2 separate regions of the Mus musculus genome follow, and region 2 is linked to region 1. A link is a contact called in public Micro-C data. All regions are on one chromosome and are shown on one strand. Each heading gives the region's core, a stretch centred on a gene start, on an enhancer-like site or on the middle of the called end of the contact. The rest is flanking DNA. Distances are from core to core; before and after follow the strand shown. Region 1 overlaps Phc2 (polyhomeotic 2). Region 2 overlaps Azin2 (antizyme inhibitor 2).

Evidence for each region. A called contact is a pair of places that touch in the nucleus more often than the background predicts.
Region 2: a contact with region 1 is called in a Micro-C map of embryonic stem cells, with 3 times the contacts expected there. The contact joins two enhancer-like sites. A contact is called at or near these places in 5 of 39 promoter capture datasets (the C10 cell line, the HPC-7 cell line, cranial neural crest and 2 more), 4 of 15 datasets of contacts at CTCF or cohesin (the G1E-ER4 cell line, embryonic stem cells, pro-B cells and 1 more), 52 of 484 Hi-C or Micro-C datasets (the 63-12 cell line, the AML12 cell line, B cells and 23 more), 9 of 115 datasets of contacts at active chromatin or transcription factors (the 230-238 cell line, the SCID.adh cell line, embryonic hindbrain and 4 more) and 2 of 9 other capture datasets (embryonic stem cells and embryonic trunk).

Annotation. Positions count from the first base shown.
Region 1 is chr4:128,714,100-128,718,910 of GRCm38.p6, forward strand. The region is part of intron 7 of Phc2 (polyhomeotic 2); the gene reads left to right. Gm33712 (a long non-coding RNA gene) reads right to left here. Exons shown (of 3, transcript XR_003955114.1): 3 at 4,477-4,811. Among named protein-coding and RNA genes, the nearest start is that of Gm33712, 11 kb to the right of the region's middle. RefSeq lists an enhancer at 315-2,916. Within about 2 kb of position 1,927, at least 118 of the 459 cell types and tissues checked have an H3K27ac peak or open chromatin away from gene starts, as enhancers often do. A contact at or near this core is called in the N1E-115 cell line, differentiating embryonic stem cells and embryonic stem cells, where this site is marked.
Region 2 is chr4:128,945,446-128,950,256 of GRCm38.p6, forward strand. It overlaps Azin2 (antizyme inhibitor 2), which reads right to left. Exons shown (of 11, transcript NM_172875.4): 6 at 4,145-4,279; 7 at 3,347-3,512; 8 at 2,014-2,173; 9 at 612-724. Among named protein-coding and RNA genes, the nearest start is that of Gm15904, 12 kb to the left of the region's middle. Within about 2 kb of position 2,921, at least 34 of the 459 cell types and tissues checked have an H3K27ac peak or open chromatin away from gene starts, as enhancers often do. A contact at or near this core is called in the N1E-115 cell line, differentiating embryonic stem cells and embryonic stem cells, where this site is marked.

The DNA of each region.
Region 1 (4,811 bases), core at 677-3,176:
TCCTCCTCCTCCTCTAATTCAATAACATTTAATTTTTTTACTGAAAAAAATCATACAGTATATTGACCTCCCCCCCCCCTCCATTCCTACCAGGTTCTCCCCATCACCAACCACCCACCTTCTCTCTCCCTCTTAAAAACACAAACAAGCAAACAAAAACAAACATCAAAAATGGAAATCATAGAAGCCAAAGACCAGTAAGACAAACATGCCCAGACAAAACGAGATAAAATTTCTCCAAAACTAGCATTGACTTTGTTTCGTGTTGGCCAATTACTCTTGAGTGTAGGACCTATCCTCAAGTGTGGTTAATATACCAGTGAGACGCCATTGGAGAAAACGAGTGGTTCCTTTGCCAGTGGGTATCAGTTGTAGATGCATCTTGGTTAGGGCTGGGAGCCCGTGTCCACTTGCCCCTCTCGTCAGTGACAGGCCCTATATGTGCTGCCACGGTCTCTGTGAGTTCATCCATGCGTTGGCCCTGTTGTGTCTGGAAAACTGTTTCCTTGGCGTTCGTTCTCCATCACCTCTGGCTCCAGCACTCTTTCCAACCCCTTTCCACAAGGGTCCCCAGGCCTTGAAGGGAGGGCCAAAGCTCCACTTCTAAGTTCTATCACTGGAGCAATCTCAGGGCCCAGTACCTTGGGAATCTCAATCCTGCCCAGACCAAAGTGTAGCTTCTCTCTAGATCGAAACCAGCCCCAAATTCTAAGGATTTTGAAACAGAGCAAAGCAGGTCTTGAGTGGCTTCCAAGGCTGCTGGCATCTCTATGATCTCCAAGAAGATGGACAGAGAGAAGAAAGATACCCACAGGCAGTCTATCCTTCGTTGGAGAGCCTGTATCCTGTGCATGCCATGTTTTTCTGTCTCTGAGAGAGCCCTTTCTGTTTGGCAGTTGGGAAATCTGAGGCCCAGGGAGATCGCCCCAAGAACTTGCATCATACAGTCCTCAAAATCACGGGTAGTCAGTGAGGGGCTGGGCCCAACTCCACACCCCATATCCTCAGCTCTGCACCCTCAACCAGGCCAAGGGACACTCCCAATTCTTACAGTGACTTGGGGCCTCCTTGCCTCTCCTCTTCCCAGCCCAATGCTCAGAGAACCTGGGGGTTCTAACTAAGGCTGTATGTTGATTTGCAGATCCAAATGGCTACCTCTCTAAGCTCTTGAGCCCCGGAAAGGTCCACAGCAGGCTTGAGAGCCTGGGGCTGAGCCTGACAGTGTGGGTGTGATGCAGATGAGACTGGTGGCCCCACAGAACTTTCCGTGGAGCAGCTGTGTGCTAAGGAATACAAAGACCCTCTCCCCAGAGACGCAGATCAGTGGGCTTGGCATTGTTCCTGCCTCCCACTGTCTGGCCCATTCTTCCTTTCTCTCCAACCCCCACCCCTCCATAAGCCTCTCCACTCCTCGACTCTCACCTCCCAAAAGGAAGGCAGCTGGGGGAGGCTTAGGAGCCACTGGGCCTCTCTGGGCCTGTGGAACAAAAAAAAAGACCGAAATAATTCTTTCAACCTGATGGGGGTTGGGGGGAACAGAGCAAAGCAGCACCTGTCAGACTGCACAGTTCCTCGGGCGCAGAGGTGATGGCTGGCCTTCTGCCCAGCCAGCCCACTGTGTGTCAATGAGGAAGGGGCGAAGGCGGGAGAGCCGAGCAGGCATGCTTGTGCTTGTGAGAGAGCGCTGTATACTGGAGGAGAGTCTGTTTTGTTACGGGAGCATTTTTGTTTAAAGCTGGCTGGCTGCCCCAGGAGGAAGGTGGGCAGTTGAGACTTGCGGGGGGAGGGCAGGGGCAGCAAAGAGGAATGTGTCTTCCCTGGGGGTGTTTCCTCCAGAGAGGCAAGCCCTCCTGCCCCAGCTGGGACTGCTCCCACTGACAGCTGTTTGGGGGCAAAGCCCCTCCCCCATGGCAAGCTCCCTGCTGTTCCTGCTCCTGTCACCTTGGCAACCAGCTTCTTTAGGCTGTGCAAATAGAAAAGGTCCCTTATGCCCTGAAAGAGTGTGGATGGGGGAGGGGAGGCAGGGCAGGAGAGCGGAGCCTAGGATGTTGAGCCTTGGAAGGGAAGGCAAGGGGTCTGGCCTTGCCCTTCTTAGGGCTAGGGAGACTGGATCATAGAAGGCAGAAGAGGGCAGGCAGAAGGGTCCTGTGGGCCCGGCCTCTGGGACAGCCAAGACCTAAGGCAACCTGACCATAGCTCCAACTAAGAGGCTTGGTCCTTTGAGTCACCATTCTGGGTGATAAACTCTGGGCTCTGGGTAACACTCAGGCCCAACCCGATGGTGAGGAGACAGTTGCTGACCAGGAGGAGTGTGTTGTTGTAAAAGGGGGTTGGAGAGTCTCTGAAGCTCCTGGGCCCCTTTCACTCAGATGGACCTCCAGATGCCAGGCCTTTGTTCAGTCTCCTCAACCGCCTCAGGTTTTGACTCCGAGGGGAAATCTTCTGAAGGGCAGGCCTGCCACGTAGCTGTTTTATCACAGAGTGGATTTGTGTCAGGGGGCAGAGATTTCCATCTGTGATAGGCTGGGCAGAGTGATGCTTTCTGGTTCAAGGATTCTTGAGTACTGTGTATATTCCTCCCAAAGCAGCTGCTAAATTAATGGGTCACACTTTCACTAGGGAAAAAAAAAAATGCAGTAAACAGCTAAGCATGCAGGTGAGCCTGCTATCCAGCTGCAGGTGGAAATTGCCAGCGATTTTCCTGTTAAAACAGTAGAGCCAGCCTTGAAAGTTATCCCAGCAGTGTAGGGCCAGATTTAGATTACGAAACTCTTAGGCTTAGGGAAAACTCAGAACTCATTAATTATCAGCGGGAGGTGGGGTGGGGGGTTACCCAGGATCCTTCACGGCGAAGGTGGGTGTGAATGCGTGCATACACGTGTGCCTGCATTATGTGCGGACATGCCTGTGTTTGTGCCAAGAAAGAGAAAACCAGTTGTGTGAATTTCTCCTTTCACCCTGTCTTAGTCAGGGTTTCTATTCCTGCACAAACATCAGGACCAAGAAGCCGTTGGGGAGGAAAGGGTTTATTCGGCTTACACTTCCATACTGCTGTTCATCACCAGGGAAGTCAGGACTGGAACTCAAGCAGGTCAGGAAGCAGGAGCTGATGCAGAGGCCATGGAGGGATGTTCTTTACTGGCTTGCTTCCCCTGGCTTGCTCAGCCTGCTCTCTTATAGAACTGAGACTACCAGCCCAGAGATGGTCCCACCCACAAGGGGCCTTTCCCCCTTGATCACTAATTGAGAAAATACCTTACAGTTGGATCTCACGGAGGCATTTCCTCCCACCTCACAAAGGAAGATGCATCCGGTGAACCGGCATTCCAAATCAACCGCCATTCCCAATCATTTTCTCCACGTCTTCAACTGTTCCGTTCAGTTCAAGAAATACTCATTTGACACATATTTTGTGCCTGCTACTACGCCACACCATGGGAGTACAGAGCTGGGCAAGAGCTGAAATTCTATGAAAGGTTGTGGAAATCCAAGCTGTACTTTGAAGATGGGACTTTGTAGCATGGAGCAAACAGGAGGGCTGCCTCAGACAGCACCGGGGACACCCCAGTCCTGAGTGACTCACGCATCTTTCCCTCTGCAACTACCAGGCCTGGCACCCTCCTCCTCTGGACTGGCTTTCCGTCTTGCCCAGAGGCAGCTGAGAGAATGCCGGTCTGCGGGGCGCCACAGCCTTAGCTCAGTGCTGTTGTAGATATCCTGTTGGCTCCTTTTTTGATCTCCAGATGCCTTCACTTTGTCTTCTCTTTCCTGCCTGACCACGTGAGGACCTACTATGTGACATGCTGATGATGGCTGTGGCCTAACTCTGACTATAAGGACCTTTGAGGCCCTGCCACACTGGCCACATATCAACTGCCATGCTTACAATTGATCTTTCCTTACACTGACTGACTGCCACAGCCGAGCAAACACACTCAGCTCTCTTCTCATACCCAAACCCCTCTGTGCCTGGCTTGACCTGAGACTCAGTCAGTCTGTCTATCTGTCTGTCTGTCTGTCAGTCATGCATCTTTGGCTACCTACCCTTTTCATTGTCCCTCCAGGGTCACTTTCACAGTTCTCAGCAGCCATGGTGACACTCAGGGGCCTGCTGTGTTCATGCATGCTTGCTGATGTGTTGTTTGCTCAGCCTTACCTTTATGTGCAAGACTCCATATGTCATCTGTCAGCCTCAAAACTCCCAGCCTTCTGGATGGGAGATGTCACTGGGAACCCCTCTCAGTTCTTGCTTGTAAGATGAGCACACTGCCGGCAGGCTTACTGTTAGGAAAAGGTGAAAGTCGAGTTGTAAAAGTCACGTGAGACATTCAAAGCAATAGAGTATATAAGAACAGCTACTGTTAGCCAGACATGATAATGCACGCCTTTAATCCCAGCACTTGGGAGGCAGAGGCAGGCGGATCTCTGTGAGTTCAAGACCAGCCTGTTCTACAGAGTAAGTTCTGGGAAAGCCAGGGCTACACAGAGAAACTTTGTCTAGAAAGACAAAAGAACAAACAAACAAACAAAAACAAATACAAAAAGAACAGCTACTATTTACTTGTACCTTCTGTGTACCAAGCATTGAGCAAAAATGGTGGTGGTGTGTGTGTGTGTGGTTTAAATATAATACTCTATTTGATATTAATACCTACCCTATATGATATATGTCAACATTAACAGAACAGGAAATGAAGATTCAGGAAGGTTAGGTGATTTATCTAAGGTTGCATAGCTATTTTTTTAGCAGAGCCAAACTTCTATCCTGGATCTGACTCTAAAACTCGTGCTGGAGCCGCCCTGCAGTGCAG
Region 2 (4,811 bases), core at 1,671-4,170, 230 kb after region 1:
AGAGAAACCCTGTCTCGAAAAAAACAAACAAACAAACAAACAAAAAACTACTACTACTACTACTACTACTACTATTATTATTATTATTATTATTATTATTATTATTGACAGGGTAGATGAAGTCTAAGCTGGCCTCAAACTCACAATTCTTCTGTCTCAGCATCCTGAGGGCTGAGATTCCAAGTACATACCATGCCTAGATCTTTTGTCCATTTTTTTAAAACCACTTTTTTTTTTTTTTTTTTTTTTTTGGTTTTTCGAGACAGGGTTTCTCTGTATAGCCCTCACTCTGTAGACCAGGCTGGCCTCGAACTCAGAAATCCACGTGCCTCTGCCTCCTAAGTGCTGGGATTAAAGGCATGTGCCACCACGCCCGGCTTTTTAAACCACTTTTAGTGTGCATTACACCCAGGGCCTCTTGCGTGCTAGTCAAGTTCTCTACCTCTGAGCTGCACTCAGGGAACACAGCTCGGTGACAGTCATGCTCAGCGCGACTCGGCATCTCTGAGGCCTCCGGTTTGAGCCCCGGCATCACAGAGACTGATTAAATAGGAGTTAGATAAAATCACATGCTTGGGAGGGCGGCGGCACATTCACAGGGGTGGGCTCACCTTCTGCAGGGCGGGGGTGGGGCAGGTGTTGTCAAACAGGACTGAGTTGAAGACCCCATAAACGCCCTCATCAAGGTAGTACACGATGCTCTTAGGGGCTGCGCCGGTTTGCTCTGTGAGGAAGGGAGAGAACGGGGGCCACACAAGCAGAATGTGAGGGGCCTAGGAGTCGGAGGCTAGCACCACAGTGGGCTCAATAAGGAGAGAGCTGTGCAGCAAACGGTTGCTCTTTCTGCAGCTATGAGATGGACCCTGCAACAAAAGCCACCTTTTTGGTGACATGGATCTTTTTGGTGACATGGATCCACTTCTGAGTTGGGAGGATTCCCTCGGGGCAGCTGAGTCAGGACACCATAATTCCCTGTTGCCTCAGAGTCCCCTCGAGGCCCTAGGAAAAGCAGGAAGGCAGCTCACCCAAACTCAGGTCACCAGGACATTAAGCCACTTTCTCAGAGGCATGTGACAGGGAGGAGGTGTGACAGAGTAGGAAACCAGGCAGGCTAGCCACACTAGGTAGGATAGCCCCAAGTCTCTAAGAGGTCAAGAGAATGTCTGAATGCACACATGCACATGCTGCCCAGAGCTCCACGCTGCCCGGAGCCCCCGCGCTGCCAACAAGCTCTATCTGAGGATGAGCACAGCACTGGGAGGCTTTCTCCGGTGTGAGGGGCCTGGAGCAGAGGGCAAGGCCCAAAATCAGATTCACTGACCCCGGCCACTCATGGGGCTCTGACATGGAAGGGCAAAGAAATCACTGATGCCCGTGGTGTGGGCACGTGAGTTCTGCATCACCTGATGCCAGTGGTGTGGGCACGTGAGCTCCGAGTCAGCCTGGGCTGAACTTGAACTTCAGCACTGTTCTATATCAGTCCTGTGCCCGGACCTGATGACTTAACCTGTCCCTGACTATGCGCTGTCCTGTGTCAACAAATCTGTCCTCATGAGGTTATGAGAAAGGATGAGCGGAGGCAGACATGGGGTCAGAGGGAAGCTCAGCTCTAGCCAACCATTAGCCTCTTCATTTACATTCTCTTTGATTCCATTTCTCACAGCCGTTCTCAACCTGTCACTCAAGACCCCCTTGGGGGATCAAATGACCTTTTCACAGGGGTCTCCTAAGACCATAGGAAATATCACATACTTACATTATGAGTTATAACAATAGGAAAATTACATCTGTGAAGTAGCAATGGAAATAATTTTATGGTTGGGGGTTACCACAACACGAGAAACTGTATTAAAGAGTCTCAGCATTAGGGAGGTTGAGAACCACTGGGATAACGAGATAAAATTGTCTTTGGGGTGAGGGGAACTGACTGCAACTTTCCCTAGAGAAAATACCCATTCTCCAGAAGGCCCCACCCCTGCTTAGCCGGCCACGCCCATCTGGCACCACACCCACCTTCCCTGCTGGCCTGGTCCAGAACCTCCCTCTTGGCGACGATGCTGACAGCCACAGTGAAGGCAGACGTCACGTAGTAGCGTCCCAGCTCAGCAAGGATGTCCACACCGCAGCCCTCAGGGAAGTACAGGTCCAAGGCTGAGTTAATTACTGAGGCCATCTGGAGAGAAGAGCAGCGTGCGGGACCATGAGATTTCGGGAAGAATTCGGCAGTGGAAAGGTCCCACCTGGTAGCTGGGTGACAGCTAGCCAGGAAGGGGGAGGCTGGGCTGGGGCGGAGCTGGAGTGAGGACGTCATATAGCTCATTCGTCCAGATAATCCCACATAGAATGGGGTATTCTTTCCCATAATGCTCGGTGCTCAGATTCCAGGTTCCTGGGCATAAACAACTCGCATGTTACACAGTAGGTCAGATTCCAAGGGGAAAAAAAAGGCAAGTGTGCAAAGCTAGATCTGCCATCAGGGTGGGTGAACCTGGTCGCTGACTTTCATTCTTATGCAAACACTACTTTTAATTATAAATACAATTGAGTTGTGTGGGCTTGGAGTTTTTTAGCGTTGTTTTGTTTTGTCTTATTAGGTTAGTTATTGTAGCCCAGGCTGGCCTTGAACTCCTGACCTCCTACATCCACCTCCCAGGTGCTGGGATTATAAACGTGTAATGCCACCCCCAGCACATGTGTATTTTTATAGCCTGGTGCACTCAATGGATTCTGAATGTCCTACCCACATGAATGTTCTCATCATACCCAGCCAGTCTGAGCCCTGGGAAGTCTACTAGACTTCTGCTATGTCTAGCAAGGCCACAATTGTCAACTTCGAGGCTAATTCCTGGGACATCTGGGGCCTTCTCCTGGCCACTTGGTACAGTCCAGACTCCATAAGTAATGCACTACGAGGGAGATGCGCCCCCTAGGGGTCAGAATGGGAATCACGACAACACATTTATGTTGGATACAAGGGGAGCAAAACAAAGGTTGGTTTTCCTCACGTGCCCTTCCCACCAGGTTTCTTACCAGCCCATTGGAGGGTAAATTAGACACACATATTCAGACCACTGTAGAGTTCATGGAAGGTAAATTACCTTGGCTGGGCCTCTAACTAGCTAGCTAAGTGCATGGGAGTCAAGCAGAGCTGGGGTACAGCCAGCTCAGCTGCGGGCTTGGGAAATGACACAGACCATGAGCCCAGCTGAGCCACAGCACAGGATTAATAAATATCAATAAAATCCACCAAGCCCAAGGTGTTGACAGTCGGGCCAAAGGTATGCACAGTGGGATTGTTATACCCTACCACAGAATAACCATCAGGCCACGCTTGACCACACATTACCTCTTCAAATCTCACTTTGGCTCCCTCTAAGCCAGGAAAGCCGCCGCCAAGGTCCAGGATGTTCATCGTGTGGCCCAGCTCCTCGCCCATCTGAAACACCAGCCTAGCATCCGCGATGGACTGGGCATAGGCCTGAGGGTCAGGACAGCCACTGCCAATGTGAAAACTGGGAAAGGAGGAAGAGCCTTGGCTTACATACAAGGTCCAGGTAGCCCCACGTTACAGATGCAACCACTGAGGCCTGGGACCATAGGCTACAGAGGGCCACGTGGGAAGCTAGGAACAGAAAGGTGGCACTTCTCCCATCTCTCCATGCCTCTCTGGAGAGAAACCTTTTGGGGATAAGGGCTGGAGTCCCAAGGTATCATGTGGCCAGGGCAAGTCACTAGGCTTGCTTTGTTTATGTCTTGCCATCTACAGGCTGGGGACAAAAGTCCTTACTGTTCAAGGCATCAGGCACTGGGCATTGAACCTGAAGTACAGAATAAAGGAAACTAGAGATGTGGCCCCATCTCTGCACGGACAGAGACATCTCCAGAGCATGGCTATGGTCTCCGGCTTATAGGCATGCAGAACTACCTCAAAGCCACGTCCGTGGGAAAAACCTCCTGAGATGAGACCTTCTGGGGACTATGGAGCTCTGGAAAGAAATGCCAATAAACCTTCCTTCTAAAGAAAGGACACTCTCTGGTGGCAAAACTGCAGGCCCAGCGGAAGGCCCAGGATGTCCACAAATAATTCCTGGGAGAAAGGGTAGTGAGTCTGGCCTGGGCAGGGTGCCTGGTTCCCATTGCACACCTCACACCCACCACCTCCACGTGGCTCTTCTTGGCGTTCTCGAGCAGATGTCTGCAGGATTTCAGCGACGCCCCAAACCTCAGGCTCAGGTGATTCAGAGAGTGGGAGTCCTGGGTAGCAATGCACAGAACCATCCTGTGGAGAACGGAGGCAATCCTGCTGAGTGAGCACCCTATCCCCCGCCCACTGCCACGCCCAGCTGCTCTTTCTTTGGACTCCGCCCGCTGCCACGCCCAGCTGCTCCTCTTTGGACTCCAGGAACCACCTTAGCTGAGAGGCCACTGAGCGCACAGCCTTTCTAGATCACCCTGCACTACCAATCGACTTCTGAGGCACTTGCTGGGTCCCAACCTCATCAACCCAGGCGGCTCAGGTCTTCTCATTCAACTCCATACCAGGCAGGTTTCCTAAGTCTTCAGATATCACACAAGAGGGAACCACATGTCCAAAAAAAAAAAAATTCCTAAGGGGAACCCTCAAACATGAGGGGTGCTATGCTTTGGATGAAGCAGAATGGCTCCTGGACGCCCTACTATTCCCTCAGACCCCTGAGGGCTAGTAACAGTCACAGCCAGAGCAAGACATCCATTCCCAGTCTACTTGCCCTGGGCTCCTCCCCTATGACCAACGTTAAAGCATCCTTCACCCACTGCACGCGGTGTTCCAG